Linked DNA regions of Hordeum vulgare: all the other regions are linked to region 2. A link is a contact called in public Hi-C data. All regions are on one chromosome and are shown on one strand. The core of a region is the stretch at or near the end of the contact, and the rest is flanking DNA. Distances in the headings are between cores, read along the strand shown.

The links. Hi-C and Micro-C count contacts between places; a contact is called where the count stands out from the background.
Region 1: a Hi-C map of leaf shows a contact between it and region 2, with 6 times the contacts expected there. The contact joins the enhancer-like site here to the promoter of LOC123425739 in region 2. A contact is called at or near these places in 4 of 6 Hi-C or Micro-C datasets (leaf and seedling) and 1 of 1 datasets of contacts at active chromatin or transcription factors (embryo).
Region 3: a Hi-C map of leaf shows a contact between it and region 2, with 5 times the contacts expected there. The contact joins the promoter of LOC123429881 here to the promoter of LOC123425739 in region 2. A contact is called at or near these places in 3 of 6 Hi-C or Micro-C datasets (leaf and seedling) and 1 of 1 datasets of contacts at active chromatin or transcription factors (embryo).

The regions. Positions count from the first base shown.
Region 1 is chr2H:179,044,748-179,048,089 of MorexV3_pseudomolecules_assembly, reverse strand. No RefSeq gene overlaps it. Among protein-coding and RNA genes, the nearest start is that of LOC123429881, 110 kb to the right of the region's middle. Within about 2 kb of position 2,034, at least 3 of the 3 cell types and tissues checked have open chromatin away from gene starts, as enhancers often do. A contact at or near this core is called in leaf and seedling, where this site is marked.
Region 2 is chr2H:178,631,126-178,634,263 of MorexV3_pseudomolecules_assembly, reverse strand. It overlaps LOC123425739, which reads right to left and starts at 1,805. Exons shown (of 5, transcript XM_045109450.1): 1 at 1,397-1,805; 2 at 434-497. The coding sequence starts at 1,674.
Region 3 is chr2H:178,939,563-178,943,067 of MorexV3_pseudomolecules_assembly, reverse strand. LOC123429881 reads left to right here and starts at 2,218. Exons shown (of 1, transcript XM_045113856.1): 1 at 2,218-3,238. The coding sequence starts at 2,409. The coding sequence ends at 3,062.

The DNA of each region.
Region 1 (3,342 bases), core at 785-3,284, 410 kb before region 2:
TTGAAACCTTCTACAAGGTTTTTGAACTGGGGGTTTCCCTTTTTTTCCTTTATTTTTTTTATTTTTTGCTTTCCTGGTTTTCTTTTTCTTCTCCTTTTTGTTTATTTCAAAAAATTATAAATTTCAAACAAAGTTTGTGTTTTAATGTTTTTTTTCAGATTTTCTAAATTCTTTTGATTCTGGTTTTTTTCAAATATTCAAAAAATGTATGTGTTTTCTAGGTTTTAATCATATTATAAGAAAAGTATTCATATTTTATCAAAAAAGTACAATAACTTGAATATTTATTCACTTTGTAATTTTTTTTGGTATGTTTATTTTCTGAAAATTTGTTTGCTTTGTGAAAATTGTGCACACTTTCGAAAAAATGTTTTGGATTTTACAATTTAATTTGTTGCTTTTGTTTTTTTCTAAAAGATTCACTCTACAAATTAGTCAACATCAGCGATCGACTCAAGTGGCTAGGTGCACGCGGCCTAAGTGCGCTGTGTTTGGATATTATTGCCTTCTCCTTCTTGCCCTCAACTCGCTTCGCTTTCTTTGATGCTAGTAGACTGGACCAGTCGTTGTCCCATGTGTTTCTGTGTTGAACCCAATGACGGAAAACCCTATTCGCCGATCTGTGCGAAGCCGTGTCGGGGCTTCGCATAGAGCGGGAGGTGGGCAGCAGGGCCCCGGTTTTGGGAAAAGGGTTCTCACCCGATTTTTTCCGGTTCTAGGAAACTTCTACAAGGTTTCATGAATTGTTTTATTCTTTTTCATTTTTCTATATTCTTTTTTTTGTTTTTATTCAAAAAATGTTCTAGATTTTAAAAAAATGTGTTTGGATTATCATAAATGTTCTTCATTTTCAAAAATCTTTTATATTTTCCAAAAATTGTTCTCGGTTTCAAAATTTATTCTTGGTTTCAAAATTTGTTATTAAAATTCAAACAATGTTCGTGCTTTAAAAAATAGTTCATGCTTCCAAAAAAATTTGGGATTTTTTCCAAATTATTCTTCATTTAAATATTTTATTGTCAAGACTCAAAAAATGTTGGTGCTTTAAAAAAAATTGTGCTTTCAAATTTGTTCAAGAATTTTTAAAATTGTTTTCGGTTTCAAAATTCGTTCTCAAGATTCAAAAAATCTTTATGTTTTAAAAAGTATTCCATGCTTCCAAATTTGTTTAGGATTTTTCAAAATTATTCTCCGTTTCAAAATTTTATTCTCAAGATTCAAAAAATGCGAGTGCTTTTAAAATTGTTCGTGTTTCTAAAATATTTCAGGATTTTTCAAAATTGTTCTCGGTTTCAAAAGTTGTTCTCAAAATTAAAAAAATGTCCGTGATTTAAAAATTTGTTCGTGGTTTTTCAAAATTGGTCTCTGTTTCCAAATTTTGTTTTTAAGATTCAAAAAAATATCTGTGCTTTAATATTTTTTCGCTCTTTCAAATTTGTTCTTGATTTTTTAAAATTATTCTAGGTTTTAAATTTTTTTCTCAAAATTCAAAAAATGTTCGTGCTTTAAGAATTTGTTCGCGCTTTCAAATTTGTTTGTGTTTTTTCAAAAAAAATCTCCTATTCAAAATATTGTTCTGAAGATTCATTAAATGTTCGTGCTTTAAAAAACTATCTGCGCTTCCAAATTTGTTCATAATTCTGAAAAATTGTTCTCAATCTGAAAAGAAAATTCTCAAGATTCCAAAAATGTTCGTGCTTCAAAAAAAATTCACGCTTCCTAATTTATTCAGTATTTTTCAAAATTGTTCTTCAAATTTGAAAAATATTTTTGCTTAGAATACGGAAAGAAAAGGAAAAAGAAAGAAAATCTACCAAAAAAGAAAAAAGGAAATAAGCAGAAAAAAAGGAAAAGAGTAATAGAAAAAAGTATTAGATTCTTTAAAACAAAATAATTAGCTGGGCCAGCCCATTTGGGACGAGCCTCTGTGCGTTGCAGCTTGTCCCTGCCGCAACAAGCGGCAGGTAGGAGCGGGAGCTCCTAACTGGCACTGCAGGCGCCACTTTCCCTAGGTGGCGCCCATGCACCACCACCCCGTGGGCCGCTCCATATGTGCAAGCGTTTGGTGGGTTCGCTCTATTGATCACTCGTGGTGGGCTCACTTCAGTCAGTCGTTTATTAAATATGAAAAGGTGAATACTCGCAATTAATGAATTTATTTGTGAATTCAAATTTCACAGATTTTGAAGAAAAGATCTCGATTGTTTTTAAAAGTTCATCGAATTCAAAAAAAGTTCATCGGATTTGAAAAAAGTTCATCAAATCTGAAAAAAGTTCATCGGATTTGAAAAAAGTTCATTGAATTTTTAAAAAAGTTCATCATATTTAGAAAAAGTTCCCCAAATTTGTGAAAAATTTCATTGATTTTGAAAAAAGCTCACCCAATCTGAAAAAAAGTTCGTTAAAATTGAAAAGGGATTCATGAATTTTGATAAAAGTTCATAGAATATTAAAATCTATACCTAATAATAAAGCAGCTATTGCTTCCGTCGGAAAACCCACCGCGGTATAAAAAAGCCCCTGTAATTTTTGTTATTCAACCCGCGCTTCATCATTTATCTGCAACGCAAAAGGAAAAAAACGATTCGCTGCAAAAATTATACATGTACCCTGGGCCACCATGTCCTGTGCCCAGGCCGCCGCCACACCACTCGCCGCCGCGGCCGACCTCAACCGCCACCGCTGCCGATCTCAACCCACCGCCTTCTCGTCCGTACCTCTCCCCGCTCACTGCCCCCGTTGCGGCGCTCGAGCGCATCGCGTCGACCCTGGTCCACCCTGGCCTGTGCCCAGGCCGCTGCCACACCACTCGCCGCCGCGGCCGACCTCAACCACCACTGTTGTCGATCTCAACCCACCCGCCTCCGCGGCCGTACCTCCGCCCGCTTGCTGCCCCCGTTTCGACGCTCGAGCACAACTTCTGGATCAAATCAACGCGACAGCTACAGTGACTGTGTATGATGCATCTGCTCGATGCAGAACGGCGGCGGCGCGGCGAAGCGAAGTACTTGCAGGTGGAGGCGGGACTCCATGGCTCACACGGGGAACTCCGAGGTTATGGCGCGGCAACGACGACTCCTTATGGCCAGATAGAGGCGCCTATCCCTTGCTCCCGTCATCGTATCCCCTCCTCCGGCAGGAACTCATCATCTGGTGAGATGCCCTGCCCATGTCTCCAACCGTGTGCCAAGCACCGACAAGAAATTTTGTTTTGTGGGGATTTGTTTGCTGATGAATGAATGTATTTAATGTAAGATTGTATTGTTGTAGAGACAGAGAATGGAACACCACCTTCAGTTTGTCATCTGATCCACATTCTCTACCCCATGAGTGAAATAAGAT
Region 2 (3,138 bases), core at 556-3,055:
ATAAACTAGTCAGAAGACAGCTTTGCTAATTGTTGTCTAAACAACTAAAATGGAAATGGCATTCATTTCAACAAATTTAGCAAGAGACATTCTAACAAAATATTCCACAGCTCTAGCATTAGGAGGAAGTTAGAATAAATAGAGAAAAATCACATACATAATTAAGAAGTTAAGATGTTTACTTTTCAGGGCAGCTATATTCGTAATAGTCTACAGAACTCTAAAAGGGTTGACCTACAAGAAATTCTGCATTTGGTACTGGAATAAAGAGCCTACCTGAACCAAACGGTTTCCTACTTCCTACCAACGGCAGCATCTTAAACTAACCTCAACTGGTTTTGCATGCTTACCTATATTACACAGCAACGTGACCACCCTTTTGGCACAGAAAAATGACAAGCAAGAAATGGGCAAGACATGGTATTATCTGTACCTGAAGGAAGCAAGATCCGAGATTGGCTCTCCGCATGTTCTTGCCAAACCTATAGCATGGGCAACTGCAAGTAGTCGCAAGCAAACAAGAAAGTTAAAGCGAAGATCCTCAAAAGTTTAATCACAGCTGCACATTAAAATATGCTGTACAGCAGAGGAAAATGGAATCTTTTTCAAAGACAGTCGAATAGAACAAAGGCAGAAGTTCAAAAGGGGTAAGACCTCACGTTGGGGAATGTTCCCTACTAACTTATCTTAAACATGTCAATTTTTCTTTCATGACTCAAGCTAGGAAATACTTTTCAGTACTCGAATTAACCAACCTAAAATCCAAGAGAAAAACTAAACCTCGAGCAGATTCTATCACTTATCACCCATGAGTCTTCATCAGATGATCAGAGATATGAAGTATTCTTTAAGGACAGGTAGCACTAATTAGGGAGAAACCTTCGTTTGGCGTAGGAATTTCTTCTTCCACGACTCTAGCTAGAAAGAAGTGACAAAGGATGAATCCAGAAAGTCTCATCAAACTGTGGTGGACTTTCACTAGTATTACATTACAGTTAACCAAGCAATACTCCAAGACAGAAATTAATGACGGAGCTAAATAGTAAATCTTGTGTCTAATCATAAAGAAATTATGGCTAAATTAGAGAACACTGATGGCATTTCAAGCAGTATCCATTTTTTCCCCAAGGGGAAGACCCCGGCCCGTGCATCATGAGGATGCACACAGCCAAAAGAGGCAGTATTCATGCGAGACAAAATACTAGGTACTAGTAGTATTCCACATCGAGTTGGCATAAAGACAGCAGCGCAGTTTATGCCCAAATCCGCACAAAATCAATATGGAAAGATTGAGCTAAACTAGCAGTAGAATCTCCAAGCTTTCCCGTGGCAACCCACCAAAAACAGCAGGTGGTTGGACGGATGAAACGAGCGGTCAAGAGTTAGCTCCACCTACCAGGCGGCCTCGAGCGCGATTCGGCGGTCCTCCAAGCAATCAATCACCACGTCCCCCTCCCACATCCTCTGCACGCCTCCTCCGCCGGCGGCCCCTTCGGCGCCGCCCGCGCACGCCGCCGCCTCCCCCATGCCGGCGCCCTTCCTCCTCTCCGCCGACATGGCGACGGACGCGCAGAGCATGTCGAAGTCCAGCACCGCCATCGCCTCCTCCTCGTACTCCTCCTCCTCCGGGCGGCCCCTAGGCGCCGTGGACGCCTCCTCCTCCGCCGCGGCCATGGATGGACGGAGCCTCGCTCGCTCGCTCCCTCTCTCTCGCTCCCTGTCCTGAAGTTTTTGTTCCGTATGACGTTACTGCTACTCGGTCCCGTGCCGCGCCGGGTTTTTAACGTCTTATTAATAAGCGCCTCCGATTGAGAGAGGGAGAGGGAGAGGGGGGATGGCATCTTCCGATTGGGATTTTCTTTCTTTCTGGGAGTAATACGTATACCTGTTCGCACTCGCTTCGGCGGCCGATTTGCCCACGGTGAGGTGGGTCCAGCGGGGCCCGGCTGTGCGAGGGGCCCCACGCGCCAGCGGAGGATGGCGGGGAACACGTGGGTGGGTGAGTTGGTGCCGGGAGGACGAGGCGCCCGAATTGCCGGTGGTTAAATCGGGTAATTAGCCCCCGCGGCCGCTAATAATAATAACAATAACGTAACGCGCGTGGTCTGGGAGGGGAGGGGAGGGGAGTAGCCTGGCGGTGGTTGGACTTTGGATTGGGCCGCCGCGCCCGCGCCTGCTCCACAGTCCAGACTGGATGCGGGTCCGCCTGTCAGTCGGATAGAGTTTATGTCTCGTTGCGCTTATCCGGTTTTCGGAGAAAGGTCGCCGCTTCGGGGCTGCTGACGCTGCAATCATACTCTGGTTGCGTATGCAGGAACAGAAATTTGTTGGGTTGTTCCGCCAAACCAACAGAATGGCCATGCTCTTGTCTTTCGGCCCTGTTTCGATACTCTAATTTAGCTAGAGGTTAGAGTTAGTTTTTAGCTCATGACTAACGTTAGACTAACTCTAGCCAAAGAGATGTTTGGATGATAGGGTTAGATTAACAATAGTTGTACTTAATGGAGAGAGGAAAGTGATTTTTTAGTGGGTCTCATGAAAACTAGCTCCAATTAACATCTATTACCTGGTGGATAGAGAGAGAAAAGTGACTTTTTGTGGGCCCCATGAAAACTAGCTCCAATTAGCACCTCTTGGGTGGGCTAGTTTTTTGGGTGGGTTAGATGCAACTAGCTCCAATCTAACCCTCATGTTTGGATACTTTAGTGCTATTTGAGCCCCAACTAGCTCAAACTAACTCTAGTATGTGGATCCAAACAGGGCCTTCGTTTCGTTTCTTTCTCACGCGAAGGATTGTACTAGTTTTTTATTTTCTTTCCTTTCTCACGAGATCCAATGACTTGTGCACCTGACCCCTCTCCACATCCAGGGCCGGTCCTGAGATTTCGGGGGCCGGGGCGAAACTAGAACCCGAGGCCCTTTAACATAAAGTCATAAACCTAAAAAATGTTTTGTGTAACGCTTAAAATGCATTTAAAATCACATAATTTTTACATATGTACCTCAAAATTTGAGTCTAACATTCCCAGATGCAATCACAAGGATGATGGTATTGATATCAATCTTATTCAACAATTTATTCTTGATATACTAAGTTGCAAAACTTTTAACCTCTCTTGGACATTTATGTATCTCGCA
Region 3 (3,505 bases), core at 969-3,468, 310 kb before region 2:
CAGGAAAATATCTCTTCATCAAATCAAAGCAGCTGTCCTGCGGCCGGTTTGGATTTCTGTACGGCGCGGCTGCTGTTGGCTCTGGTGCTCGTCGTCCCAAGGTTCCGATGGTTGAGTCCGTTCAGCCCATGAGTCGTCAGATCTACGTCCCTGTTCGTTTGGACCTGCCCAACCAGCATCTCGCATCTCGGTGTTAGGGTGGCTCATGCTCGATGATATGATGGCAGCTTGTTTTGGGGGTACGGCTATGCGTGGAGCTCAGCATGCGGCTGGTGGCGGTGGTTTGATCACGCGGCTGTTGATGGGGCCAGCTGGTTTGGTATGTGGAGTGGAGGACGATGCAAGGTGAAAGTTTGTCTTTGACCTTGGTCGGAGCCGGCAGCAACGACGTTTGCGGGCGTCGTTGCCTTCTTGAAGGCAATGATGTGGTGATTTACTCCTCTCCTTTACCATTTCATGCTCCGAGGAAAACCTTAGATCCGTGCTCTGTCAGATTAGATAATGGTGACACATTGTGTCGTTCCCCTCTTATGGACATCATTTTTGGAGCAGGGACTAGACGGAGGGACCAGCGGTGGTGTGATGGAGGTGGTGCGACTAGCTTGGAGTCAACTGTGGTTGTTCGGTGGTGTTCACTGGGGCTCGGCAGTGGTGCCTTTGGCACCGTAGTGCGGCCATATCTTTCCCCCTCGTGAGCTCGACCATCCCTTGGTGTGGTTACGATTCTTCCTTTTAAAGCCGGGTTAGCGAGATGTGCTCCTCTGCGGACCACTTTGTTCCCGTACGTCACCTCTCTCCTTGCGGGTGTTGTTGGATGGCGACCAGACGAGCAACGTTCAAGGCTCTCCTTGCTTAGTTAGATGAAGATGAAAATTGAGCTCCCTTTGTGTTGGTTGTGCTGGTTGTGTTTTCTTCATGTCTTTCTCTTCGGTTGCCTTTTAGGTCACATTCGTACTTTCTCAAGAAGCTACCATGGTTGCCATTGTGCTGCGGCGAGCTTCGGGCTCTTGGTGTGGTCTTGGTTCACCTTTGCCCAATGACGAAGCAATGATGCCTCCCCAACCTGCTAATCATATCGATCGCCCCGTGACGAATATCCCAGTCAATGTTCGTGTTTAGTTTGGCATCCGTTGGTTATGGTTTATCCTCTGTTGTGTCGTGGGGCTCGATACACACGTCGGTGTGGTGCGTTAGGTTGTTTGCAGAGTTTTGATATTGTGATCTTTCGACAATATCCCACATCTACTTGTGTCTCCCGTGATGACGGTCTTTCTGCATGCAGTTAGGTCATGCCTTTTCCTAGGTGGTAATTTTTTTTTCATATTTTTGTTACATGTACGATTTCGATCCAGTGACGAAGCCAGCAATCTGGCAAGGATTGGGTGCTGCCACACCTAACAAATGCCATGTATACTAGGTTTATGCATTACTTAATTGAAGATTTAAGCCAAGCTAAGTACCTCTGCCACACCAATAAAAAGTTTATGCATCCGCTACTGTTTCGACCCGGTTTCCTTCATAAATGGGGTCAGCTTGTTTAGGTTTTCAATCCGGTTTCCTTTATAATTTAGATCAGCCAAATCTTAAGAGATGGCCCTTGGCTTTGGCAGCTTTTTAACAATATATTCAGGTGGGGATCTTCTTCCCCCTTGTGATCGTTCGAATAAAAATCAAAGCAGCTCACGAGATCATTGTTTAGCATCACCCAAACAATAAACTCCATCCTGAATACAATACAACACACAGTCCCCCTCAAACACAACACGAAGATCCTTGCTCATGTACGCGGCCTAATGATTCGCAAACAAAATCACGGGAACAAATCATGTAGTAGTACACACCACACAACCTCAGTCACTGAAACTAATTAATTATTGATCAAGAAATCGCAACGTGCTAAACGCAGAACCGAGTAGCGAGCACGTAGGCCGAACCGGTAGGGCCCCCGCTGGGATCCGATTCCAGCCCGGCCGGGACCAGCAGAGCCCGTCCCGGTCAACCAACCCCGGCAACGCGCCCGGCCCAAACAAAAGCCTCGCCCCACACGGGGAGCCGCGACCGACGCGTCCAAAGTAGAGCGGCCCCAAACTGAACCCCGCGGACGCGAACCGCCTCCCCGCGCACGCATCTCGCGTCGCCTTCCCCCCTTCGCCTTCGCCTTCCGTCCGTTTCCCACTCGCACTACACCAACCAACCAACCACGAGCGCCTGCGCCCGCGCCTGCGCCCGTGCCCCCACACACACTAGCACCAGTAGCACTCACGCAGCCGTATAAGTAGCACGCTCGGAGACGAGGCGAGACGGACACGGAGCATCAGAACCGACACCCGACGCGACAAGCCAGGCGACACCCGAGCGGCACCCTCCTGCGCCGCTCCACATATCCATCCATCCATCCGTACCATACCATGAAGTTCGCGTGCTTCGGTGGGGCCGCGGCCGTCGCCGACGAGGCGGTGGCTGCGAGGACTCACCACCGGACTCCACGCCGCCGGTGTCGGTTCTTCCTCGGCAGCAAGGCCGAGAAGTCGAAGTCGCAGTCGCCGTCGACGGTGACGAAGAGGATCGCGTCGCCGGGCAGCCGGGAAGCGGACTTGGGTTTATACGACATGATCGCTGCCAGCGCGGGCAAGTCGTCGTCTGTGCCGTCCTCGTCGGCGCTCAGCACCCCGGCGTCCCTGGACTCGGCCTACGCGTCGTCCTCACCCTCCTGCTCCTCCTCCCGGTCGTCCTCCTCTTCCTCGTCGTGCTTGGATGTGACGACCACGCCGGCGAGGAAGCAGACGGAGGAGAGAAGGTCGCCCGCGGTCGGCGTGGCGGCGGTGCTGGTGTGCCTCTTGATGATGATGTTCTGCGGCCGGCTTGGGGCCACGCTGCTTACAACGGCGGTGCTCTGCTTTTTCCCGCGAACATGGCCGCCTGCCAGGGCCAAGAAGGCGGCCGAGAGCCCTCTGTTGGAGCCGTCATCGCCGGAGAACGGCGCGGCGTCGAGGAGACAAGTGGGGACGACGAAGACGAAGGCGGTTATGGATGGGTTCCTTGTGAGGAACCGCAAGAAGTGATCCATCTTCCAACTTCTCCTTAGTTTTTTCTTTTACCACTTTTTTGTCCGAGAGTCTATGTAATTATAAGATTCGGATTAAAACTTACACTAACAAATGCTTGCAGAATGATATCCTATTGTTTTAGCAAATACTTCGTCAAAAATAAAATACTAGTCTCAAATGTGAGTTCATAATGTATGGCATGGTGGATATGGGGAAAGAGGAAAGTGCCGGTCACACGTACTGTTCTCGCAGAAAACCATCTATTGCGGGCGGCAACTGATTCCATCATGCAGCCTGCATGCGTAGCTAGTGGAAACCAAAGCTTTGCCATGGTGCGAGTAGTTTTGTACTCGCGGACGAGTAACTTTTAGATATCTTGCAAGTAGTTTTGTAGTTTTGTAGCTTTGCCATGGTGCGAGTAGTTTTGTACTCGCGGATGGGTCATGGTTTTTTTTTTG